Linked DNA regions of Mus musculus: region 1 is linked to region 2. A link is a contact called in public ChIA-PET data. All regions are on one chromosome and are shown on one strand. Each heading gives the region's core, a stretch centred on a gene start, on an enhancer-like site or on the middle of the called end of the contact. The rest is flanking DNA. Distances are from core to core; before and after follow the strand shown.

Region 1 (6,489 bases), core at 854-3,353, 47 kb before region 2:
TAAGACATCTGTAATTAAGAGCAAGGTGGTAAATACTAGCTACATTTCTTCAGAGTTGGAAGGTAGAGTCAAGAGAAACAGGTTTGAGGGGTCTATTGTGGAGCCTGGAGTCTGCATCCCTGAGGCACTGTGGTGCACGGTGAGATGGCCAAAGGCTAGCTTTTCCAACTCCCCTGTGCTCGTAGCTAGGGAACTGTGTTCTAGCTGGTTATGTCAGCCTGGTAATATCCCTTCCTCCATCCTGACTTAAATGCCCAGTGAGTTGCTGCAGCTCCCGGATGGCTGTATGGAAAAGGTCAACTGCCCTGATGAACTGTCAGCCGTCATAGTGACAGTCACACATGTCACCTGTAGTCTATAGGCATAGATGGTGTCTTGTTCATTCACTGGATTTGTGTTACCTGCAGTTGAGAAAACACCTCATATTGTGCAACGGGAGATCTCTTGGACAGCTAGGGAAGACTAGAGAACGCCAGGGAACCATTAGCACAACTGGTGACTATATGCAAAGACGTGGGAGAGATAATGCAGGAAGTTGGAAAAGCGCAGAGGGCCAAAGCCAGGGCTTCTTTTTTTATTTTTTTTTTTTTTTAGTAGTCATCCATCACTTTATGACAGGTCTGTGTGAAATCTATTCACTATTAGATGAGCTAGTCTATGGACTCACCTTATGCTTACACAAACCAAATGGCTTAACTTATTGCCCACGTAAGCTCTATGCTAGCTCTTATACTACAAACCTGTCCAGCATGTCACTGTACTAAACACTGTGGGCACCCGTCACACCATTCTGTCTGTGTGTCCACACACATCAAACGATGGAAAAGGTCATAGGAAGTTGGCAGGTCTGTCGAGAGCCTATGGGAGCACTGTTGACGGAAGTCTTTGCGTGGTATTTAGAAGCTGGAAAGGAAAAGAGGGCAGTGGAATAGAGCAACTGAAGAGGAATATTGGTCAACTAGTGTCTCAGAATCCAAGAGTGGAGAGCTCTCGAAAGAAGAGTTGCCCATAATACCTACTAAGGTGCTGCTGACAAGAGTACCCTTCTGCTGCCTAGTTCCTACTTCTCTTCAGTCTCCGTACGCACTCACTAGTCCCCAGGAATTCCTCTCTGTACCCCCACTCCTCCATAGGTGTCCACCCTCAAGTGTCACAGGAGCTTTGAGCACTTGTTCCATAATAGCACGTCTTTCTAAAACCGTGGCTTTCTGTCTTTCCTTGCCTCCCTCTCTCCTATTCTCCTGTTCTAGGCTACAATGTTAGGAGGGAAAGGATGGTGGCTGGCTGTGTTATAGAAATATGCCCAGTGCCCAATACACACAGCAGGCTGGGAAGAAGGTTTGGAGAGATCAGGAGGCCAGCACTAAAGGAACATCTAGGGAAATGGGTAAAGTCTACGGTATCCAAAAAGTTATGTAATTAGGAAGAAACTAGATATGTAGTGGGATACATCTACGGTTGTTGCTAAAAGCTTGTGAGTGAGGGGGAACTGCAAATGGGGGTGGTAAATCGATGATTAAAAAGTTGGAACGACTGTGGACCAAGGGGAGAAGTGCAGCCCCGAGTGAATCAAGCTAGAGGCTTTTCTCTTCTCAGGTTAATAGTGCCAGCGTATGGCGCGCAGTGGGCTCTCAACAAATCTCGAAAGAACATAGCTGTGTCTGCAGTGCTTATCACAATGCCTGACATCTAGAAAGTACTCAAGCAAAGTTAAGCAGGTCAAAGGCCAGGATGTGGGTACGGTTGGGAAGAAAGCTAGTCGCCCAAAGCTAATCGTCAGAGAATCGCGCCCCGGGACGGGAAAGGAGTGAGTTTCCAGGCTCACTGGCACGCCACCTTCGCTGCCCTTCTGATTTGCATGCATCCTTCCATCACTTGCTCACAAGACGCGAGGCACTCGGAGAAGAAAGCAACACACAACTCCGGATAACATCTACTAAATCGATCCTTCCCAACCTTAGACCCATCCAACCCTGCTTACCAGTCTGACAGCGTTCTGGCTCCAGGTCCTCAGTACACGCGCTGCAGCCATTTTACTCCGGAAATAGCCACCAGCACACAGCTGGGAAAGACGCCTCCTCCAGGCGACCAATCCCCAGACCCGAGACGCACCTCCCTGAGCGGCCAATAGGAGAGAAGGAACGAGCCTCCCACCGGGCAGCCAACCAGGGCGAGGGGCGGGGCCGACTGAAGCCCCCCCCCCTCCCCCTTGAGAGGTGTAAAAGAATTGAGGGAGGGAGAAGGTAGACTTGGGGAGGACGACAGCTTAAAAATCCAGGACTTGGGTTGTTAAGTAGACGCGCATCAACAATCCATCTTTTTAGCTCAGATAATGGAGAGAAATCACGTTTAGGGGCTGCAGAAACTTGGGTTCAGTCTCCAGCACTCAATCAGGTAGGTCATAACAGCCTACAACTCTAGTTCCAAGGGATCCGACGCCCTCTTCTGGCCGTCTCGGGGCACCTGCATCCATGTGCTGTACATGCAAACAGTTGTGCACCCACACATACATAGATAATTTTTTAAAAAAGAATATGTTAAGGGCACACAAGAAGGGTCACTAATTGAAAACCTGAGGGGTCAGTAGCAAATTGTCTTTTCTGGTATTGTGCTGTAACTACATTAAGGGCAGAAAAAATAAGATGTTTCTATGTTTCATAGCAAGACTCTGATGCGCGACTTTTTCATAAGTCCATACAGGAACACTTCTCCATGATTAGGAATTCCTCTTTCCTGTATAGTGTCCTTGAGGTTGCTGAAATTGACTTCTCGTGTCTAAAATAAACATGTCATCACTTTGTCTTTGAGTCTTAGAAAATGTGGTCAGATGCATCATTAAGAAATGAGTCACAAACGTATAACCCTGAATTGCTTTGCCCCTTGAAGAAATGTCAAATTGAGCTCAAGTGGAACTGCTAAAGGAAACATCAGAAACCCAGCACTGTGAGGGTGACATGGGTAGGGCAGGCAGAGATGTCGCATTGTGAATGGAAGGCCAGTCACCCTGAGCTATGTGGTGAGACTCATTCTTAAACAAAATGAAACAAAGCCAGAGGGAGAGAATGAGAGAGAGGGAACTTTCTTTAATAGGTGGTATATAAATGCATACATTGTATATATGTTCAGTAAATTCAACGGTTCTTTCTTCTTAGAGAGAATAAAAATCTGCATCAATGTCTAAGGCGTTAGAGAGAATGAAACAAAACAGAAGGAAGCAGGGGCCAATAGAAACTCTCAGCACTGGAAAGTCGGTGGTTGTGAAACAAAAATCTCAGGTTTTTCACAAGTTGTTTAACTTTACACAGATGTACTATTGTGTAATGCACATTCATCTACTGTAGGCAGTAAATATAAATCATTGCCTTTATCAGAAAATCTGCAATAGACAGATGAGGTGACGAAAGTGTTTGATCCCAGAAGACAGTGGATCTTTGTGAATTTGAAGCCAGCCAGATCAACAAAGTGAATTCCAGTATAGCCAGGGCTGTTAGAGAAACCCTGTCTTAACAGCACCTCCCAAAATCGCAATAATCAAAAGAACTTGATTTTTAAAAACTTTTCCCATTATTTTGTTTGTTTTGTTTTGTTTTGTTTTGTTTTGTTTGAGACAAGGTTTCTCTGTGTAGTCCTGGCTGTCCTGGAACTCACTCTGTAGACCAGGCTGGCCTCCAACTCAGAAATCTGCTTGCCTCTGCCTCCTGAGTGCTGGGATTAAAGGCTTGCACCGCCACTGCCAGGCCCCATTAAACTTTTTATAGGTGCATTGAATAGACTTAGTAATCTTATATGTTCTTGCTTGTATAATGAGGGAAGGGAGTTAGTTGTTCCTAGGGCTCTTGAAAGATACTATGTAACTTTCTTCCATTCAGGCTTCTCTCGATTCTATCTTATTTTCAGGAAACAAACTAGTTTATCATCCTACGTCAGTAGATCCTGATTCCATATATGATTGTGTTCTTATCTTTGTTTGTAGCCGGGTTTTGGAACCTATTCACTAGATCTGAATGGGGCATTGCTACTAGCGCTACTAGCGCCAAGTGATGCAATTCTTGACTAGCCAACCGTGTTTTTGGTTAGTAAAACTAAGAGGGAGGGAAGGACCCAGAGAAGAAAGGGAGGCACCCAAGGAGGAAGGGAGGGGGACAGACAGAGACAGACAGACAGAGACAGAGACAGACACTGTAAAATGAACCTAGAGTCTTGCATAAGCTAAGCAAGCCGTCTATAACCACTGAGCATCATTGCCAGCTCTCTGCTTCTTTATCTACTAGTTTTGAGACAGGATCTCGATTAGCTGTCTGGGTGGCCTTGAAGTCATGATTATGCTTCTATTCCCCCAGCCTGCTTAGTATCTGGGATTACAGGCCCGAACCACCAAGCCTAGCTTAAAAATGGAATTTTGAGACAGCTAATGTTTATCTTCAATTTTAACTTAGGCGATGTTAGATTGCTTTGCAATGTGCTTGTACAAAATAACTTGTCTAGCAGCTGAGAGTGGGACTATTCTTTGTTTCTCATTTGACAGCCTTAGAAGTAATAGGTATTTACCTATTCAATGGCATTATGGTGTTAAAGTTTCTTAATTATTAGTAAAGTTAAACAGGTTTCACGTGTTTATTGGTTCTGAGATGCCGCCCCCCCTTCCCCCTCCCAGTCTGTGTAGTTCTGGCCTGGAACTGGTATGTACTCCAAGCTCCTACAGCTCTATCTGCCTTTGTTGATTGAAGAGATGTGCCACCCACACCAACCCTGGATATTGATTCTTCAAACGCTTCCTTCATGTACTTTTAACTGTTTCCTCTCTGTTGTGTGCATTCATTTTTCATTGTTTTCTTATTGATTCTTCTTTTGGGGGTCAGGGTTTTACATAGCACCCCCATTTTGAATACATACAATTGTGGCCAAAAACCAAACCAAACCAAAACCCAAACAAGCAGACCTGTTGAGCTTGCTAGGCAGACTCTACCAACTGAGCTACACACCAGCCTTCTTGTTGACTTTTCTTGTTGACTTGAGTGGGAGCTCTCTAAACTATGCAGTAACTTCTACAAAAATGAGATTCCCTGCTGTTCTTTGGTTTGACAATTTCCAGTTCTCATACACACAATAACCAGAAAGTTCTAACTTCACTGATCTTGTGAGGCTTTTGATGTTAATTTTTTTTTTTAATGACATAGGCGTTATTTCTGCTTTGGGACTGTTTTAAGTAATACTGCTTTTGAAACTTTAGACAAAACCTTTTGTGAAGACACATTTTCTTTCTTTCTGTCTGTCTGTCTGTCTGTTTTTTGGTCTTTCTGTCTTTCTTCCAACCTGAGAAGAATTCCTGGGGAAATCCCAGTTCTGAGTGTCTCTGTTGCCTATACTCACTCCTTCAATGCAGGTTACAATATCACTTACAGCTTTTTGGACAGTTTCTACCTCATACTTCTATCTTGTCCACTTCCTTCTACCACCCAAGTAACAGCAGGAGTTCGGCTTTAGAAAGCATAAGCTGGGGTCGAGACTATAGCTGTTTGGTACAGTGTTTATTTGGCATGCATCAAACCTCGACATCAGCCTCCAGCACTGTGATTAATAAAAACAAAAAGGATTAGCTTTCTTCAGAGGGTGTTATATTTATGTAATAGGAATCTAATATGTATGATAATCAAGGTACCACAGGGAAGATGGCTGCTCTTCCATAGGACCCAGGTCAGATTCTCACCCGTGTGATTGGTGGCTCACAATCCTCTGGAATTCCAGTCACAGGGAATTCGATACCCTCTTCAGGCCTCTGTGTACAGATGAATGTGTACACATTATGCCCATTCACATAATAATAATTTTTAAAAAGTACAACATGTATATTCGCACAGCAGCCTTGCTTCAATGTCTTATTATTTCCTGTCTGTAAAATTATATCACTGGTATCTCCTTTTTTTAGGTTCTTAGGCCGCTAAACCATCTTCTGTACACTATAATGGGTTTGTGCCTCTCCCTTTGGTTTAGCGGACCATGAGACAAGGAAGTTTCTCTGAGTCTCATGCTAGGCCATGGGAAAAGCCGGAGTTCCCGAGCCAGCCGGGGGGCAAGTTTGTCATCCAAGAAGAGATTTTTTTTTAAAAAAAGATTTATTTATTTATTATATGTAAGTACACTGTAGCTGTCCTCAGATACCCCAGAAGAGGGCATCAGATTTCGTTACGGATGGTTGTGAGGCACCATGTGGTTGCTGGGATTTGAACTCAGGACCTTTGAAAGAACAGTCGGCGCTCTTAACCACTGAGCCATCTCGCCAGCCCCAGGAAGAGATTTTACAGTTCTAAAATCTGCTAGACCACTTTGCAGAAGAGATTGAGTCGATGGCAGGTCAGTGTTGGCCTGGACCACACCTAGATTAGGACTGCTTGCATGTGAATCACTGTTGCTCTCTACTTAAACCTAAGCTTTCCATCAGAACCCTGAAGATAGACTAGGTTTATTTATTTATTTTTTTCTCTTCCCAAT
Region 2 (6,886 bases), core at 307-2,806:
TGGGGGTGGGGTAGTGAGAAGACAGAGGAGGGAGGAAGGAGGAAGGAGGAGGGGGGAGATTTCTCTTCCTTGTCCATTCTATTGCATGGGTCAGCTCACCCGCAACTCTTGCAACCAAGGCCAGCTCTCCTGTGCTTTCTCGGTGATAAGCGGAGCCTGCTCTCCCTAGTACTGCGGCTAGCTAGGGGTGGAGTCAGCTCTCCCATGAGCCTGAGGCGTCTTTGGGTGTCTGGGGTCATCTCAGGAATGGTTTCAGGAAAGCTATGCCCCGCTCGTGCATTATGACTCTGGGCAGGGGTCATGTTGGGCACGGTCTGCCCCCACAGGGCTGCGCGCAACACGGGACTGTGGTCATCTCATGCTAGCTCCCTGCTCAGGCCCCATGGTGCCAGTTCATCTTAGGCTCACTCTTTGCCCGGGAGCCTGCGTGGCCCCATGCGGGGGTCATCTTTCTCAGGCTCATGCCCTCCTGGGACCAATGACCCTCAGAAGGGTTCTTCTAGTGTCCAGCTTTTTCCCTTGGTCCTGTCTCTGACTTGCTCCCCACCCTGGGAGACCATCAAGATCTGTGTGGTGCTAGATTAGCGGCTGTTTCGGGACATCTCCCTCGTCAGGGCCCACAGGTGCCAGAATGGTGGTCATCCCAGGCTTGGTTTTTTTCAGGGGGGTGTTAGGCTGCTAACACAGGTCAGAACACTCTCTCTGTCACTTACTGATACACATGTGACACAGTAGTCATACCCACAACGCCTCTAGGGGCGGGGCAGGTTAAAGGAAATCATGTCATTGGGGCTGGCTGAAAGTTCAGAGTTAATCCAATATCATCATGGCGGGAAGCATGGCACCGTGCAGGCAGACACAGTGCTGGTGAAGGAGCTGAGAGCTCTGTATCTGGATCCAAAGGAGGCAGGAGACTAAGCTTAGATTGAGTGTATGAGACCTCAGACCTCGCACCCACAGTTACAACTTCCTCCAACACCTACTCCAGCAAGCTCTCATCTTCTAACAGTGCCACTCCCTATGGGCCCAATCATTCAAACTTGAGTCTATGGGTGCCATTCTTACTGAAACCCCCACAGTGGGGCAAGCCTGCCAGCACTTGAGAAATGGAAGTTGTGAGATCAGAAGTTCAAGGACAGCCTGAGACCATTTTCTAGAAAACCACAAAAAAAAAAAATAAAATAAAATAAAAATAAAATAAAATTGACTGACCAAACAGCAAAAGGCGAAGGGACAAAAACTACCCTAGGGTATCTGGGATGGTTGAGACATATGAGGGAGTTAAAGGCCAATTAAATATTGCAGAAAAATAGGCTTGTAAACCCGAAGGCTCAGCAATAGAGCACTCTGAAGTGAAACACACCAAAGGGAAAATTCAGGTCATAAGGGGAATCAGCAAGCAGAAATTGTGGGGCAAGTCACACTATTTTAAGTACAGATGTGTAACCACAGTGGCCGAGGAAAAGAAGCAGCAAACGATGGCGACGTCCTTCCGAAGAGGGATGGAAACTACGAACCCACACGTCTAAGAAGCCCAGCCAACCCTGAGCACAGGAAGCAGCCATGACCACGGACAAGAAGCGAATCTTCAGAGTCACTGAGTGGGTGACTCGCACAAGTATATCCCTCTCAGACTGAAAACATCCCCCTCTGAAGCAACGCAACAGAGCATTTGGGAATATATTCAGAGCACCGAGCCTTTAAAAATAATTACAAAGAAAAATATGTTTTAGGGTGAAGACAAAATATTTTTCCCGACCTATAGAAGCTGAAATAATTGACCTTAATAGATCTGTACTAAAAAAAGAAAAAACGTGTGAAAGAAACCCCTCAGGTAGAAGGAAAATCAAAGGAAATAGGCATCGGTAAGTGTGGGTATTGGAGATGGCAGTGCCACCACCCGTGAATGGCTGCAGCATTGTCATCCTTAAACCTCTTTAAAGGCGAACAGACAGCTTACACAGACAGCAGCAACGTATGGCATTGCTGGTGTACATAGCAGCTGTCTGATGTCAGTAGCACAGAGCTGGGAGAGGAGAAGGGAAGTATTCTATAGGTTCTATAGGGGACTCTTACCCTGCATGTGCATGTGGTATAATTGGGTCTGCTTCTGGTGAGCATCCTGGCTGGTAAAGACACTATGAAAAATGTATTCGATTTTTAATGGGCTCAAATTAAATCTATAGATCTGCAATATTTTAAAAAATGATTCTAAGATTTCCCGTGATGGTCCTGTAGCTATTCTGGGGCACACAGATGCATGCTTTTGTATGATGAGGAAATTTCAGCCTTTTTGGGGTGGATGTTAAGGAATGCAGTTGCTGCATACGGCAAGGGTATGTTTAGTTTTGCGAGAACTTGCTGGGCTGTCCTAAGGAGAGGCTGCATCCTCTACAGCACTGAATGCAACTTCTGTCACTGCTCCTCCTGGCCAATTTGGTCCTAGATTTTCACTGGATGCCATCAGAAGCTGGATGCATTCTCTTAGACCTTTAACTTTGTGTTTGGGGCTTTGTTTTGTTTATTTTTGGCTCCACTCTGCAGCCCAGGTTGCTGTATATCCCGAGGATGGACTTGAACTCTTGATCCTCCAGCCAGCACCTCTCAAATGCTGAGATTACAGGAATGTGCTACCATGCCCATCTTAATAAGTAAGCTCTTTTAAGATTACCCTTTGTTTGTTTGTTTGTTTGTTTGTTTTTCTAGACAGGGTTTCTCTATGTAACCCTGGCTGCCCTGGAACTTGCTATGTAGACCAGGTTGGCCTCCAACACAGAGGCCTCTGCCTCTGCTCGGATTAAAGTTGTGGATCACTCCCACACTCCAGACCCACGCTGGCCTCCAGCTAATTACTCTTTTGGGTAAGTGTACACAATAGTGGGGTTTAAATGGCATGTGCTTGGCTCATCTTTCCTCCCATTCTCCCCTCCTTCCCACCCCTTCTTGGAATATTTTCCTTTTTGCTGTGAATGAAATAGGAGCCTGTGGGGGGAGGGCATTTTATTTTCAAACTATAAATATGAATAAAAATATAAACAAACATCTGGATTCCATATGACAGAAAACAAAGCATTCAGAGTCTAGTTTACTGAGCTGAATGCAATGAATGCTCTCCGATCTCATTACTTCTGCATACGGCATAATTTCATTCTTTATGGCTGAATAACGAACTGTCGAATAGACACACCACATTTTCTTTTTGTGTGTATGCCTCTTAAATGTAAAAATTATTCTTACTTATTTTGTGTGTGTATGGGTGGGCACACATATGGGCCGTGGTGCACATACGGAGATCAGAGGGAAATCTGAGGGAGTTGGATCTGTCCTTTCACCATGTGGATCTCAGGGCTGAACTCAGGTTGTCAGGGTTGGTGGCAAGCACTGTGACCCATGGAGCCACCTCACTGGCACCCCATTGTCTTTATCCACCTATCCCTGGCTGGGAACCTAGTCTGATTCCACAACTCGATTGTGAGTCACTGTACTGACACAGCGAATGTGGTTGTCAAGGTATCTCTACTGCAGGGTGAGCTGGATTGCTTTGGATACATACTTAGGAGTGGTACGGAGCTGGGTTATACAGCGATGCTACCTTTGGCTCTTTGAGGAACGCCTTGCTGACTGGCACTGTGGTGGCACTAGTTTAATTCTTATGAGCAGTAGAAAAGGCCTTACCAGTATTTGTGTTCGCCTTTTTGATAGTAGCCATTCCAATTAGGGTGAGATAGGATCCCAATACAGTTTCAATTCATGGTGTCAGTGTAGTTTTTAGTTTTCATTTTCCCGATGGCTAAGGAATTTGACCACTTCTCCTGTATGTGTTCATTTTGAGACAGTGTCTCATTATACAGCCTTCATTGGCCTCCGTCTCCATGGCTAATGGAATCTTCCAAATGGTTTCTTTAATTCATTCTCAGGCCTGGTTATCAGGAGTAGGGAGGGCCTTATTTATAGCAGTTAGTTCCCATGCTTGAACTATGTCATCAGCCCTTGGCAGCACTATTTAATAGTCAGGGTAAGGGGTTGTCAGTTTAGCTCAATAGCCATGTCTGTGCTTATTATATGTGAGGAACTGGGCTCAGTTCCTGGCACAAAGCACTCTGAGATTCTCAAGCCCTATAGTGTCAGGTTCTCTACATAGTCTTTCCTGTAAAGACAGGATGATAGCAAATTTTCACAACAAGAAGCAATAGTTTTGCTCACTAGTGGAGCACTTGCCTAGTGCAGGAGGTGTTGGGTTCCTTCCTCACCACTGAAGAGGATGCAGGCTGGCAGGGAGCAGAAACCTGTATCACCAGGAGCCAAAGTTTTTGGGTTGACCCATGAACATGAACCTTGTTATCTAAGCTAAAGTGTATGATGAAAGACATGGTTTCTCCCTCAAGTCATATTGGTCATGGTGTTTATTGCAGCACTAGATAGTGCAATTAAGATAATAAATAATGAAATAAGTAACTCTATTGCATATGCCAGCAAGATTTTGCTGACAGGATCCTGATATAGCTGTCTCTTGTGAGGCGATGCCAGTGCCTGGCAAACACAGAAGTGGATGCTCACAGTCAGCTATTGGATGGAACACAGGGCCCCTAAAGAAGGAGCTAGAGAAAGTACCCAATGAACTGAAGGGATCTGCAACCCTATAGGAGGAACAACAATATGAACTAACCAGTACCCCACAGAACTGTGTCTCTAGTTGCATATGTAGCAGACGATGGCCTAGTCGTCCATCAATGGGAGGAAAGGCCCTTGGTCTTGTGAAGATCTATATGTTCCAGTACAGGGGAATGCCAGGGCCAGGAAGCAGAAGTGGGTGGGTTGGGAAGCAGGGTAGGGGGAGGGTATAGGGGACTTTTGGGATAGCATTTGAAATGTAAATGAAGAAAATATCTAATAAAAAACAAAGCAAAAAAAAAGGATAAAAGGATTATAGTCAAAATAGTTGTTTATTTTATTTTATTTTGAAATAGAGTCTCACTACAGAGACCTGGTTGGCTTGGCACTCCCTATACAGAGCAGGCTGACCTTGAACTCAGCAGAGCTTCATCTGTCTCTGCCTCCCCAGTGCTTTGATGAAGGCCCATGGCCATGCCCAGCCAGCTCTCCAGGTTCCTTTTCCACCTTGCCTTCATTTCGTTCAGTGAAGATGCTTCCCTGTGCTATTGGTTGATGCTACTTTCTGGGACGTAAGTAGAATCCCCTGAGCAAGAGCCGTGTGACTCGTAGGCTCTGGAAGATTCTCCTGCTTCCGTATCAGCAGAGCTACACAAGACATCAGAACCGCAGCGATGAAGGCTGTACTGTTCTTCAGTGGATGGGGAATCTTCCCGGTCCCTCCCCTGGATTTCATGATAAGCCTGACTGATTTCTTTGTGTCTCCGTTTGTGCTCTGAGCTTACTCAGATCTACAAGTCCCGGGCCTGAGGAAAAAGCAGCTTTTCCAGTAAAGAAAAATTAAACCGGAAATAAACAACAACAAAGAGAAACTGAATACAGAGAAGTCTGCCAAATACATAATTTGTTGGCTCCCTTATTTGTTGAAGTGGTAGGGCCTTGCATGTGCGTGACAAGCACTTACTACTGAGCTACACTCCAGCCCTGCCTGCTATCTGTTTGTTTCTTGGAAGATAAGGAAAGGGTATATATGCTGGCTAATTTTACATCAACTTGACACAACCTGAGTTATCAGAGTGGGGGGAAGCCTCTGTTGAGAAAATTCCTCTACAGGATCCAGCTGTAGTCAAGCCTGTAGGGCATTTTCTTAATTAGTGATTGATGAGGGAGGGCCCCATTGTGGTTTGTGTCACCCTGGGCTGGTGGTCCTAGATTTTATAAGTAAGCAGGCTGAGCAAGGCATGGGGAACAGGTCAGGAAGCAGCATCCTCCATGGCCTCTGCATCAACTCTGCCTCCTGGTTCCTGCCCTGTTTGAGTTTCTGTCCTGTCTTCCTTCAATGATGAACAGTGATGTGGAAGTGTAAGCCAAATAAATCCTTTCCTCCCCAAGTTGTTTTTGGTCACGGTGTTTTATCACAGCAATAGTAACTCCGACTAAGTCCGGAGGCCTTCATAAAAGCAAAGAACATAAAAAACTTATCTTCATTTCAGGTCAGCAAAGGCATTGTGAGTCCCTAAGATAACTGCTCAGTTGAATGGTTCCTGATTTTCAGGGTTACTTCTGCCTACTATATTTTCAGTCATCAACTCAAAAGCTAAGTCTTACTGTTTCACCCCGAATTCAATTTGAATAAACTCAGATTTTGCCCTTCCTCCACTACCCACTCTGAGTTTGCTTTTCCTCTCTGTCTGTTTTTTGTTATTGTTTTGTTTTGACCTAAGAAACATGAGGTGCCATGATGTGGTTAGATTCTGAGTTTAAGACAAGAGGTGAGTGTCTTTGCACTTGGAAGATTCAGAGTACACAATGGGCGTTGATGTAGAGAAGATACTCTGGAGTATATGCATTGAAGTATATTTATGCAATGGAAAAATTTTAAGTTCAAAATATAATTAACTAATCAACTCCTTCCAGTTTTTATTTTGTTTTATATTTATTTGTTTTGGGACAAGGTCTCAGATATTTCATGTTGGCCATTTACTGTGTATCCAGGGGTACCTGTAACCCTTGAGTGTTGGGACAGCAGATATGTGACATAGCACCATGTTTATGTGGTGCTGGGGCCTGAACTCAGGACTTTGTACAAGGTAGATAAATGGTCCACCAATTGAACTACCTCCTCAGCCCCTTCCTAATCTCCTTCCCTCAGTCATTCTAGACTGAGCCCTGGTAGTATTTAAAACACTTTTACATTTATTTGATTTCAATTTTTATTTGTGTGTATATGTATGACAAGGGGTGTAGATAAAGTCAACTTGCAAGACTTTTCTTC

What was found. ChIA-PET counts read pairs in DNA pulled down with a chosen protein or histone mark.
Region 1: an RNA polymerase II ChIA-PET map of memory CD8 T cells shows a contact between it and region 2, with 6 read pairs. The contact joins the promoter of Dbt here to the enhancer-like site in region 2. A contact is called at or near these places in 1 of 39 promoter capture datasets (embryonic stem cells), 5 of 115 datasets of contacts at active chromatin or transcription factors (CD8 T cells, the SCID.adh cell line, embryonic stem cells and 1 more) and 3 of 9 other capture datasets (adipose tissue, liver and pancreatic islet).

The regions. Positions count from the first base shown.
Region 1 is chr3:116,508,684-116,515,172 of GRCm38.p6, reverse strand. Dbt (dihydrolipoamide branched chain transacylase E2) reads right to left here and starts at 2,103. Exons shown (of 11, transcript NM_010022.4): 1 at 1,982-2,103. The coding sequence starts at 2,032.
Region 2 is chr3:116,460,496-116,467,381 of GRCm38.p6, reverse strand. It overlaps the pseudogene Gm26358. Among named protein-coding and RNA genes, the nearest start is that of Gm40125, 40 kb to the right of the region's middle. Within about 2 kb of position 1,556, at least 37 of the 459 cell types and tissues checked have an H3K27ac peak or open chromatin away from gene starts, as enhancers often do. A contact at or near this core is called in CD8 T cells and memory CD8 T cells, where this site is marked.